Linked DNA regions of Mus musculus: region 2 is linked to region 1. Evidence: chromatin contacts called from public Hi-C data. All regions are on one chromosome and are shown on one strand. Each heading gives the region's core, a stretch centred on a gene start, on an enhancer-like site or on the middle of the called end of the contact. The rest is flanking DNA. Distances are from core to core; before and after follow the strand shown. Region 1 has its middle 29 kb from the start of Gm34466. Region 2 has its middle 53 kb from the start of Mylip.

Region 1 (4,914 bases), core at 1,449-3,948:
AGAAAGGAAAGGGAGGGCTGGAAGACTGGGCAGGAATCCCAGAGCAAAGAGCTCTCACCGCTAGAGTCCCATTGAGGGCAGGATGGCCAAGCTCTGGGCTTACACAAGATGTTCAAGCTACAAGAGAGAATGCTACTGGACGTTCAGGTCCATAAACGGCTTGCTTCAGTTTCCCTATGTTCCAAAGATATTAAGAAACAGAAATTGTTAAACAAACAAAGTAGATATATTTCCAATTCAACCAAATAAGGAAGTCCAATTCCCACCTCATGCCCTCTGTTCCTGTGGCCATCTTATGATATATATATATATATATATATATATATACACAACAGGGTTAGAATTCACATAGTTGGTTGTGAATAGGCACGCTATACCTTTTTTGATGTTGCAAAAGACATCATCTACACATTTTTTTTTTTTGTTCAAGAGATGATCAAGCATCAAAGAATTATTTGGAAAAAAACAAAAACCCTCATCATGTTTTAAGTTTTTGTTTTGTCTTAGGCCCCACTCACAACTCCCCTGAGCCACCTAGGCTTTAGCAGGTCTTTTCCTGGAGGAAGGTGACTTCGGGCTCCAAGTTGCCTCAGTTCTCCAGTACATTTTTTTAATTCAATTCTGGGTTGAGGAAGACAAGAGGGCCTCTAATGTCTTCCATTTTTGAAAAACAAAAGAACCTTTTTTTTTTTTTTTTTTTTTTTTTTTTTAAGTGAGATCCTTATTCATTCCGGCAGAGTTCTTAGTTCATGGGCTTACTGAGTAAAATATTTGGAATCAGGGCTTCTGAATCTTTTTCCTTTGGACATCAGCTTCTGTCCTGCATGTAAGTTAACTCCGCTAAGCCAGCTCATAGCTAAACCTGCAGGAATGCTCATGTTTCCTCGTGACGTTCTTCCAATTATCAGATGGCCACTGGCATCATAGACGCGTAATTCAACTTCTGTCTTCTGGCTTGGCCGAAGTGTAAACAAATCCATGTTCCTTTACCATTTCTGCGTCCTAATGTCTTTGGGTCATGGAGAAACTGAGGCATGGGTTCATGGACATGAATGTCCAGCGGTGTTCCCTCTTGGGTCTTGCATCACTCACAAGGTAGACCAGACACCCCTGTGAGGGAGCCCAGTGCATGCAAATGAAAAGGTGAGCGACCCCGTGATGGCGGAAGGGCTGGGAACTGCATCTCTTAAGAATGTCTCCTCCCATTAGAGATACAGCCCAGGATCACAGTGAGAAGAAGGGGTATATTTCTGGGTCATAGATCTTTTGCTGTTTATAATATCATATCCTTACCAGATTGTATTAATGCCCTGTGTTTACTGATCTAGTTGGTAGCAGGAACCTGGGAAAGGGGGCCTAAAACTAAGGTGAGCTAACATCTCGCTCACTTGCCAACTTTATTCAGAGCATCAGACAATTTATACTCCTCAGGTTAAGAAGAGTAACCTGAAGAAAGTATACAATCACAGGGACATGGGTTCCCAGCAGGCATATAAACAAATAACAATAGCCAGCTGTATTGAATAATCTGAAGTGAACTTACTCCTATTTTCTACACCTGGGAAGCACACTAGCACATTCTAAGAACAAGCTGTGTCGTGGACGACTCAGTTTACAAGACTCTCATCTTGGCTACTTTTCTCACAGGGTCTCAGCAATCTCCTCACACAGGTTCTTTCATGGACCATGTTCTGACATCTTGTCCACTCAACCCGCCCAGGCAAAGTTTGTCAGAGAACCGCTGTGTAAATATCAAGAAGCTATAAACAGCATGGCCTCGGGGTGAAACCTGCCTGAGGGTTAGAGTCCAGCTGCTGCGCTCACCAAGTAAGGTAGGGAAGTCATTGTTGGAGGAGAGAGATGATAAACGGCTCCCATCCAGTGGCTCTTTAAATGTCTTTAAAGGACACATCAGGAGGAAGGCTAACTCAGGGTCTGCAAATGGTATCTGGTCCATGTTAACCACTTCTAGTATGACAATTCTGCCCCTCCTCACTGATGTCAAGGTGGACAGAGCTGTGCTCTGTTGATTGGTCTATTTCCACTTTCCGTGTTAAACTCATGGACCCCCAATGTGATGAATCCTTACTCTTTTTGCTTTGTACATATTTTTATTCTTATAACTTTTTTTAATTCATGTGTGTGTGTGTACATGTGTGTGGGTGCATGTACATGTGTGTGGGTGCATGTATATGCACCTATGCACAAATTTAGGTCAGAGGACAACTTGGAGGAGACTGTTCTCACCGTGTGGGTCCCAGGGATTGAATGAGGACGACAGGGTTGGTGACAGGCACCGTTATCCTCTGAGCCATCTCATAGGCCAATCTTGCTCTGTAAATCTCCCGGTATCTTGCCGAGTGTTCAATTACTTCCATCATCCGGGCAGATAAAGGTGAAATGAGGCAACAGCCACCCTGCAGACAGTCAGCGACTCAGTTATGACTTCTTGGGTGAGAGCAAGAATGGGAGTGAACTCAGGCAGGAGCAGGCTGAGTTTCACCAGTCTATAGAACTATCACCCTGGATCTACGTCTTCTCTGCCAGGAAGCAGCGGCAGCTTGCTTTCCTCTCTGAACAAAGCCTGCGCTTTGTGTGAGCGTCTCCTGAGAGAAATGTGTTTGTACATTAGACTGGTAATTAAAGGCTCCCAATAAACCCGGTCTCATTACTCAGCTTAAGGAGCTGCCTACACGGTGCCTGGCACTAAGTCAAGTGTCTGCTTGTGTAACATTGAGGTTGAGTCTGTGCCGCTGGGGGCAGGGACGGGGGGTGGGGCGTGGCACAGTTGGCTTGTGGGGACATCTGCTTCCAGGTCTTGTATATGGTGGACTGAAGGCACAGGAGCAAGTCTCTACACCTTTCAGGTTTTATTATTCTCTATTCATATAGTTTGATAGGTGGTTAAGACAGAGCCCGGTCCACTGTCTGGTTCACTGACTATGGCTATAGTTAATTGTCAGGAGTTTGAAAAACCACAGTTCCTGGGCAGGTTGCACTCAGTCAGGGAGAAAGCTGCTACCCATCACTCTTATCAGGACGCAGGGTCCATCTGAGCCAAGGTCGGGGAAGGAAAAGGTGATCACCCCAGTTCCTTCTGCCCAGAATTAAATGTGGTTTCTGTTTTACTTATTTCTACAAATAATTCTTTGATTCTTTGTTGTTTTTCTTTTTTCTTTACTGTCTTATCAAGATTAAGGGTAGCCATTGCTACCACCACAACAGCTAATTCTTAGTGATTTTTCTTTTTTTTTATACCAGTTTTCTTTATACCAGAGACTAGTTTAGTTGATCTGAGGGGACAAGTGGAGAAGCCAGATGGGCGTATGAGCCAGAATCTGTTCTGAAAATATTGCATTACAGGAGTTTTCTGCGGGAATTCAGTTTTTGTCAGGTCCTGGTATCTAAAAGCTGATTTTGGAGGTGGAGCAATGGTTTTTACAGAGGACTGAGGTGAGGTCTCAGCGGCTATGTTAGGGCAGTCTGCAACAGCCGCTAATTCCGGTTCCAAGAGATCGGATTCCCTCTTCTGGCCCCCATAGGTATTGCAATCACATGCACAAACACGCGAACTTACACTTATGATTTTAAAAGAAAATCTTCTTTAAAAAAGAAAAACTGATTTCCATTTTCTCTGTTTTAAAAAAATGGTTTTCAAGGCTTTTTGTGATTTTTCTCTTTTCTCACATCATTCTGAAAGCGTGACTAATCATTAACACCAGTGTGTCACAGCAGGTACCAAACCTAACTGGAAACCCGGTGAAACACTCATTTAACTATCTCAACAACCCAACAGAGTGGATGCAGTTGTTTTTTCCTGTTCTCTATAGGAGACTGAGCAGCAGGCTAATAATGATTTGCCGGAGAGCTCAGAGCTGTTAAGAGGTAGGCTAAAGAGCTAACCCAGTGGTCCTGGTCTAAGCCACCCGGTGGACACCACTTTCCTCTTGTTCAGCTTAAACACGACTTGACTTCAGCCATCCCAAAACCTCTTTGCTCTGTGTGAGAATTTGAGACACTCAAAGAGGCCAAGTGGCCTCCTAAGGAAGCCATGGCTTAGACTTCACTGTCCATATTGACAACCTAAGTCCAGAGTAAGAAAACAAAACACAGCATAACATAAGAGGTGCATAGATAGAATTAAATATACTTGACATCATCACTTTGTAATTACATATGCTCATTGGATATATGTATATAATATAATATAATATATATTCCTTCTTTCTTCCTTGAGGCAGAGTCTCACTATTTAGTCTAGGATGACTTCAAACTTAAGATTCTCTTGCCTCAGCCTCTAGGGTGCTGGGACTACAGACATAAGTGACCTCACTGACCTGCTGCTGTTCTTTAAATAACTGTTTTTTGCAGTTAGGTAGACAATAATTAAATTCAATTATTTTTTTCTCCGTAGAAATCTTTATATTTATATATAACCCCGACACTTTCAATTTGCTTAATATTATTTACCAACTGGCCAGCTGTTCTCTGTGCCTTGGAGAATTCTCCTCCAAGGGGTTGGAACCCACTTTTTAAAGGTCTGCCTCTACCTTGGCTGCCCTCTCTGTGCAATCTGTTAGAATTATTTTACAATTAAAGAAGCCCCTGGGAGAGAGAGCTTTGCTTGGGATCTGGAGCCTGGGTCAATGGGCTGAGTTCTGCTATCTATAGCTTATTCTGAACAATAGAATGCAGTGTAGTACTATGCAGATAAATGAGGCAAGTGTCTTACTCTCACCAGTACTGCAATATTTCTGACATTGAAGACAGGTTGCTGAAGCTGAGGCTTTCTACAAGATTCCATGGGAATCTAGATTATGAACGACGATTCATGGAATTATCCCTGGAGACTATCGTCTACCACCTATCTGTTTTGAGAGAGAATCTCAAGTATCCCAGGCTAGCCCCCAATTC
Region 2 (4,914 bases), core at 1,757-4,256, 200 kb after region 1:
CCTCTGCAAGAGTGCGGGCACAGAGAAGAGCAAGCCGTTTCTCAGAGTAGCATGCCCACAAACAGTAAAAAGCATGGAGCCATGCCAATAAACACAACACACACTCCACTGGGATTGGACTAAGCAGGAACAGAAACTACATTAACAGGCCTGTAAAAATGGGGACAATGAATGTTATAGCCAGCTTCAGGGTTGTAAATGCTCTGGGAAAGGGGAATCGTGGAGGTTTTACTTGAAATGGTTGGAATTTATCCAGTCACATTAATGTTTTAGGTTAGGTATTTGTTTCATTTGTTTAGTATGTGTGTGTAAGAGAAGGGGGGAGTGGAAAGACGAGGGGGTGGAAGGGATAGGACAACTTGTGGGAGTTGGTTCTTCTATTATACAGGCAGCTAGAAACTTTACCCACCTTGCCGTTTTGCTGTCCCTAGATTGGTTTTATGAGCCCTATATACCAAGTTATACCAAGTGTAAATCATTTTCTCTCCTTTTGGGGGGGAAAGTGGTAAAATAAAGACGAATCATTGTATCTACAGCCAGAAAGCACCAGCCTGGCCCTCACTGCTCAACCAAGTGCCTTGTATACAATGGGCTTCAAGTAGACATCCAGGCAATGAGTTTCTCAAGGCGCCATTCCGTCAGCAATTGCAGCTTACAGTACTCAGACACTGCTGGCTTGGGGTTTTTGTTTGCTTTATTTTTAAAACGAATATATGTTGCTGTGATCTTATTGAGCCGCAAACAAGAAAGGCTGGTGTGATAATCTTCTCAACTTTATGGGAGTTTAGAATCACCATGGAAACACGCTCCTGGGTGTGTCTATAGAGATGTCTCCGGAAAGAACTGTTCCCTGAAGAAGGAAATCCCTCCCTAAAGGTGGGTGGGCGAGATTCACAGGTTAGGATTCCTGGCTGAATTAAAGGGAGAAAGTTGTGTGGACCACAGTATTTATCTCTCTCCCCTACCTGGTCATGGTATGACATGTCTGATCTCCTCTCAGGTCACCACCGAGATGTGGCCAACCCTCAAGCTTCGAGCCAACAGTAAACACTGCCTTCCTTCAAGTTGTTTTTATCAATTGTTTTGTCACAGTGCTGAGACACATACTAATGTGACAGGCGAGGCCCAGTAGCCAGCACTGTAGAGTTTTGCTGCAGTATGTTGTCTTCTGAGCATTAACAGCCATTGGTGATCCAGCCTGTTGGTGTTTTCCTCACAGAGGGGTGGGGTGGGGTGGGGAGGGTTGGTCCGCCTTCCCAGAGATTCTAGCCAATCACGCCTCATTGCGGTCACCTCCCAGCTGTATGTAATTCTGCCTCAGCTGAACAGTTATGTTGGAAGGTACCAGAAAATGTATAGCATTGCGGTTCACCGAAGGCCTGGACTCTATGATATAGCTTCTAGGAGTCATTAGGCATGATGGGGTGGCCCTTTTCAGGGATGCAGATGTTTATGAGTCACCTCTGATCCTGTAGGTAGCTCCCAGTCTGTGCCCCCATAAGTTCCATCAATTCATTTGATTCACCAAATTGGACCTGGGTGACATTTTTTTTCCCTTTGGTTTGTTGTAGGAAGAACCGTTGCTGTGATCCGTCCTCTGTGCCCTGTCTGAAATGAGATGTGTATTCCCCAGAAAAGTCCTTGTAACAGGTACACTTCAGCCAGACCCACAGTGAAGGGTCGTGACTCACCATGGCGCCTTTTCCTTTCTTTGCTAGGAATTTGTCCCAGCAATGGGCAACATTACTACTTTTCTTCTGTCTATTTTTTCTTCAAATTAAAATTTAAGAATAGGAACACGCATGTTACGAAAGCCCTCCTACCACCTGGCTTTTGGAAAACTTGATTTGCGGGAGCAAGCTGTTCGTTCCCAGCGTGCTTTTCCACTTACATTTGTTTTGTTGTGGGTATTGGCTGTGTTGTTTAGGAAATCCAATCTCGCTCCTTACCTCTAGTCATTAAAACGATGTTGGGTTAATGGAAGTTATTAACCAAACACTTTTCCATTTAAAACTGGAGCTTAGATATGTATTTTAGTGTAAATCAATTAAAAGTCAAGATGCTTGTATTTGGCTTGAAATGCATTGCCCAAGGGCTTTGAGTGACATCTGAACTAGAATAACCCCTATCCCAAGCCTTGCTTCTAACTTCATGCTTGGCTCACAAGAGTTCCTTGTTTGCACAAACCACTCCCGACTGCAAAATGGGGGAGGGGGAAGGTTAAAGCTGGAAACACACACCTCACAGAAGGGTGGAGTGGAGAGGGTTGCTCTGCCCTCCCAGAGATTCTAGCCAAACAGTCCTGACTGAGGTCGCCTCACTTGTGCTAAGTCCTTCTGCTAAGTCCTTCTCAACTGACCTGTCACCTAATGCTGTAAGATCCTATGAAGCAATGTACAGGCGGTTGGATCCAGTCAAGAAAATTGGTTGGAGTCTCTACTGCCACCTCGAGGTTATTGAGCTGAACTACAAAAATGAGAAAAAAATAAACTACCAGGCATTTTATGGTTTGTTTGTTTGTTTTTTGGTTTTTTTTTTTCCATTACAAACTAACTAGCATAATAGGAAATCCTTGAGAGGAGTGGATAGTCCTCAGAAAAGTGGGAAATTCCATCAAGGAATGGGCCAACGAGCCAGAAAGATGGCCTGTCCCAAAATCATCCCTCCTGAGCTACAATGGCTAAGCTTGACTCAGCAGCTACATCTTAAAGCTCTATGGGCCAAGGGCTGCTCCACAGGGAGAGGCTGTCAAGCCCCCATGTGGCTTCCCAAGGAGGAGGGGCTCATGAAACAAGCAGGAATGAGTATGTCGGGCATTTCCTGGCTGTAGAACGGATGGCAATCCGATCATGTTGGTGGGCTTTCTGCCGCCATGAGGGAACAACTGGAGAAAGCAGCTTAAACGAGGGACCTTTTGTTGTGAATGCTGACTTCACAGGTCCTGGGCCTGTGGTCAGACAGTGAACCACAGCAGAGTGTGTGAAAACAAGGGGCTGCAAGCTCCAGTAGCCAGGGGTGCAGAGACACAGGAAACATCTGGGCTTCTAATTTATCACTTTTAAGGGTGTGCCAGGGACCCAACTTCCCGGCACTGGGCCCCACCTCCTAAAGGTTCCAACACCCCCTGATGCCTCCTCAAGACACCCATGGTCTTTGTGAGGCAGTTAAGATCCAAACTATAAAACCGTTTACCATTCTCTATGTCCTAGAATCTAGACTCTTAGCTTGTTCTTTGATGCATTTAGACAAGACAGAAGTGAGATACAACATGGAGATTTAATGTTCCCTCATGATTTTATATCCACGGGAGGCCATTCCCCCCCCTCCCCCAATATTTAGAAAATGCATCTTAAAAACCTCCCCATCTGAGACACTGCGGAGGAGGGGAAAAGGAGTGGTAAACTGTAGTTTTCTCCCACGAGCTATTTTAGGAGAACTGTCATCTATGATTGAGATTTTGCGTCTCATTCGGGCTTCTGTCTACTTTGTTTCTGAAGAGCTCTTAGTTTTCCGTGCCCTTCCTGTGTGTCCAAAGCCATCTCAGACTGACCCAAGACTCTGATGACCTTTGACTTGCGGAGCTTGGGAAGAGGGTTAGTTCTTAGCCGGGGGGTGGGGTGGGGGGGTGGGGGTGGGGGGTGAGGGGTACCAAGAGTCCCCCCCCACACCCCATGGACCTTCTGTGGGGAGTTTTGGGATGACCTCTTTCTGCCTCACATGCCTGTGGTCATGGACAGAGCTATTTTCTGTATCTTGCCAATCCTTACCTTCTAGGCAAATGATGATCAGAGGGCCAGCTCATTAGTGACAACCCATGGTTTGGCCTCCAAATGGCAAGCTGTCTTTCACAAGCAAATATGAGTGTTTATGACAGGAGCAGAGAAGGGAACAAATGCCCTTGTGGGTGCTGTGTGTGATATAACCAACCGGCTGGGGTAGCATCCAGTGTCATCTGAGGTTAGTGAGCAAACTTCACAGGGAGATCCTCAGTGTTGGTCTTCCCTATGGAGTGATTTGATTCCTCAGGGAACTGCCTGCAAGCAGCTTTCCTTTCTGTAACTAAAGCGAGCGCTTTATGCCAGCATCGCCCACAGTTGTGTCTATAGCCTATAGTCTTCTGTGGTTAGGTCTCTCCTTTTAAAAGTGATACTAGAGGCAGCACCGGCTCCAAGGATCTGAGAGCATTTCATGTTTCCAATGCAAGAAAATTGCCTTATGTCCAGTGTAGTCCTTTGAAACTCAAGGACAATGACGTTCACCGAGACGCTCTGCCTGTAATTAACTGCCCTAGGGCCCGGGGTACTCAGATGGAGCTGGGGCTCCTTCTTCCACTTACAGGGAAGCCATTCACACTGCCTTAGATGAAAACAACCAGAGTTGCCAGTGGAAAGAATTAGTATGTTTTAGGAATGAGAGCTGAAAGCAGCAGACAAGTAAGTCTGAGGCGTTGTGTTGATGTTAATCAAAGGGGAAGGGGAAGTTCACATTGTGTGCTTATAGTGAACTCTGCTTCAGTAACACCGGGGATAACAGGACAGGATGGTGTCCCAGGAAAGTCAGAGGTTGCCACACGCCCGTCCACAGGATGCATGGGAGTCACGTGCGTCAGTGAGCACTTGACAGTTGGAAGGGCGGATTAGGAGAATAACAGAAGTCAGTATAAACCTCGAAAGACACAGGTTAGAGGAGAGTGGGCATCGCCCTGTGGTAAAGTGCTTAACTAGCAGGCACTGGCTCCGGGTTCAGTTCCCAACACCATTGTTGTTTCAAAAGGAGAAAAAGAAAAGAGGGAACCTCTGAAAGCTATGGAGGAAGTTGGAAGAGGGAAAAGAGGAGAGCTGGCCTCAGCGGACCCACTGACCTGGTAGAAATCGATCTCTCCCCTTGTCAAGGGCTGAGCATCAAACCCTGGAC

What was found. Hi-C and Micro-C count contacts between places; a contact is called where the count stands out from the background.
Region 2: a Hi-C map of uterus shows a contact between it and region 1, with 4 times the contacts expected there. The contact joins two enhancer-like sites. A contact is called at or near these places in 9 of 484 Hi-C or Micro-C datasets (the G1E-ER4 cell line, bone marrow-derived macrophages, embryonic stem cells and 2 more), 2 of 115 datasets of contacts at active chromatin or transcription factors (acute myeloid leukemia and embryonic stem cells) and 2 of 9 other capture datasets (embryonic stem cells and embryonic tail).

What each region holds. Positions count from the first base shown.
Region 1 is chr13:45,236,688-45,241,601 of GRCm38.p6, forward strand. No RefSeq gene overlaps it. Among named protein-coding and RNA genes, the nearest start is that of Gm34466, 29 kb to the right of the region's middle. Within about 2 kb of position 2,699, at least 38 of the 459 cell types and tissues checked have an H3K27ac peak or open chromatin away from gene starts, as enhancers often do. A contact at or near this core is called in the G1E-ER4 cell line and uterus, where this site is marked.
Region 2 is chr13:45,440,340-45,445,253 of GRCm38.p6, forward strand. No RefSeq gene overlaps it. Among named protein-coding and RNA genes, the nearest start is that of Mylip, 53 kb to the left of the region's middle. Within about 2 kb of position 3,007, at least 144 of the 459 cell types and tissues checked have an H3K27ac peak or open chromatin away from gene starts, as enhancers often do. A contact at or near this core is called in the G1E-ER4 cell line and uterus, where this site is marked.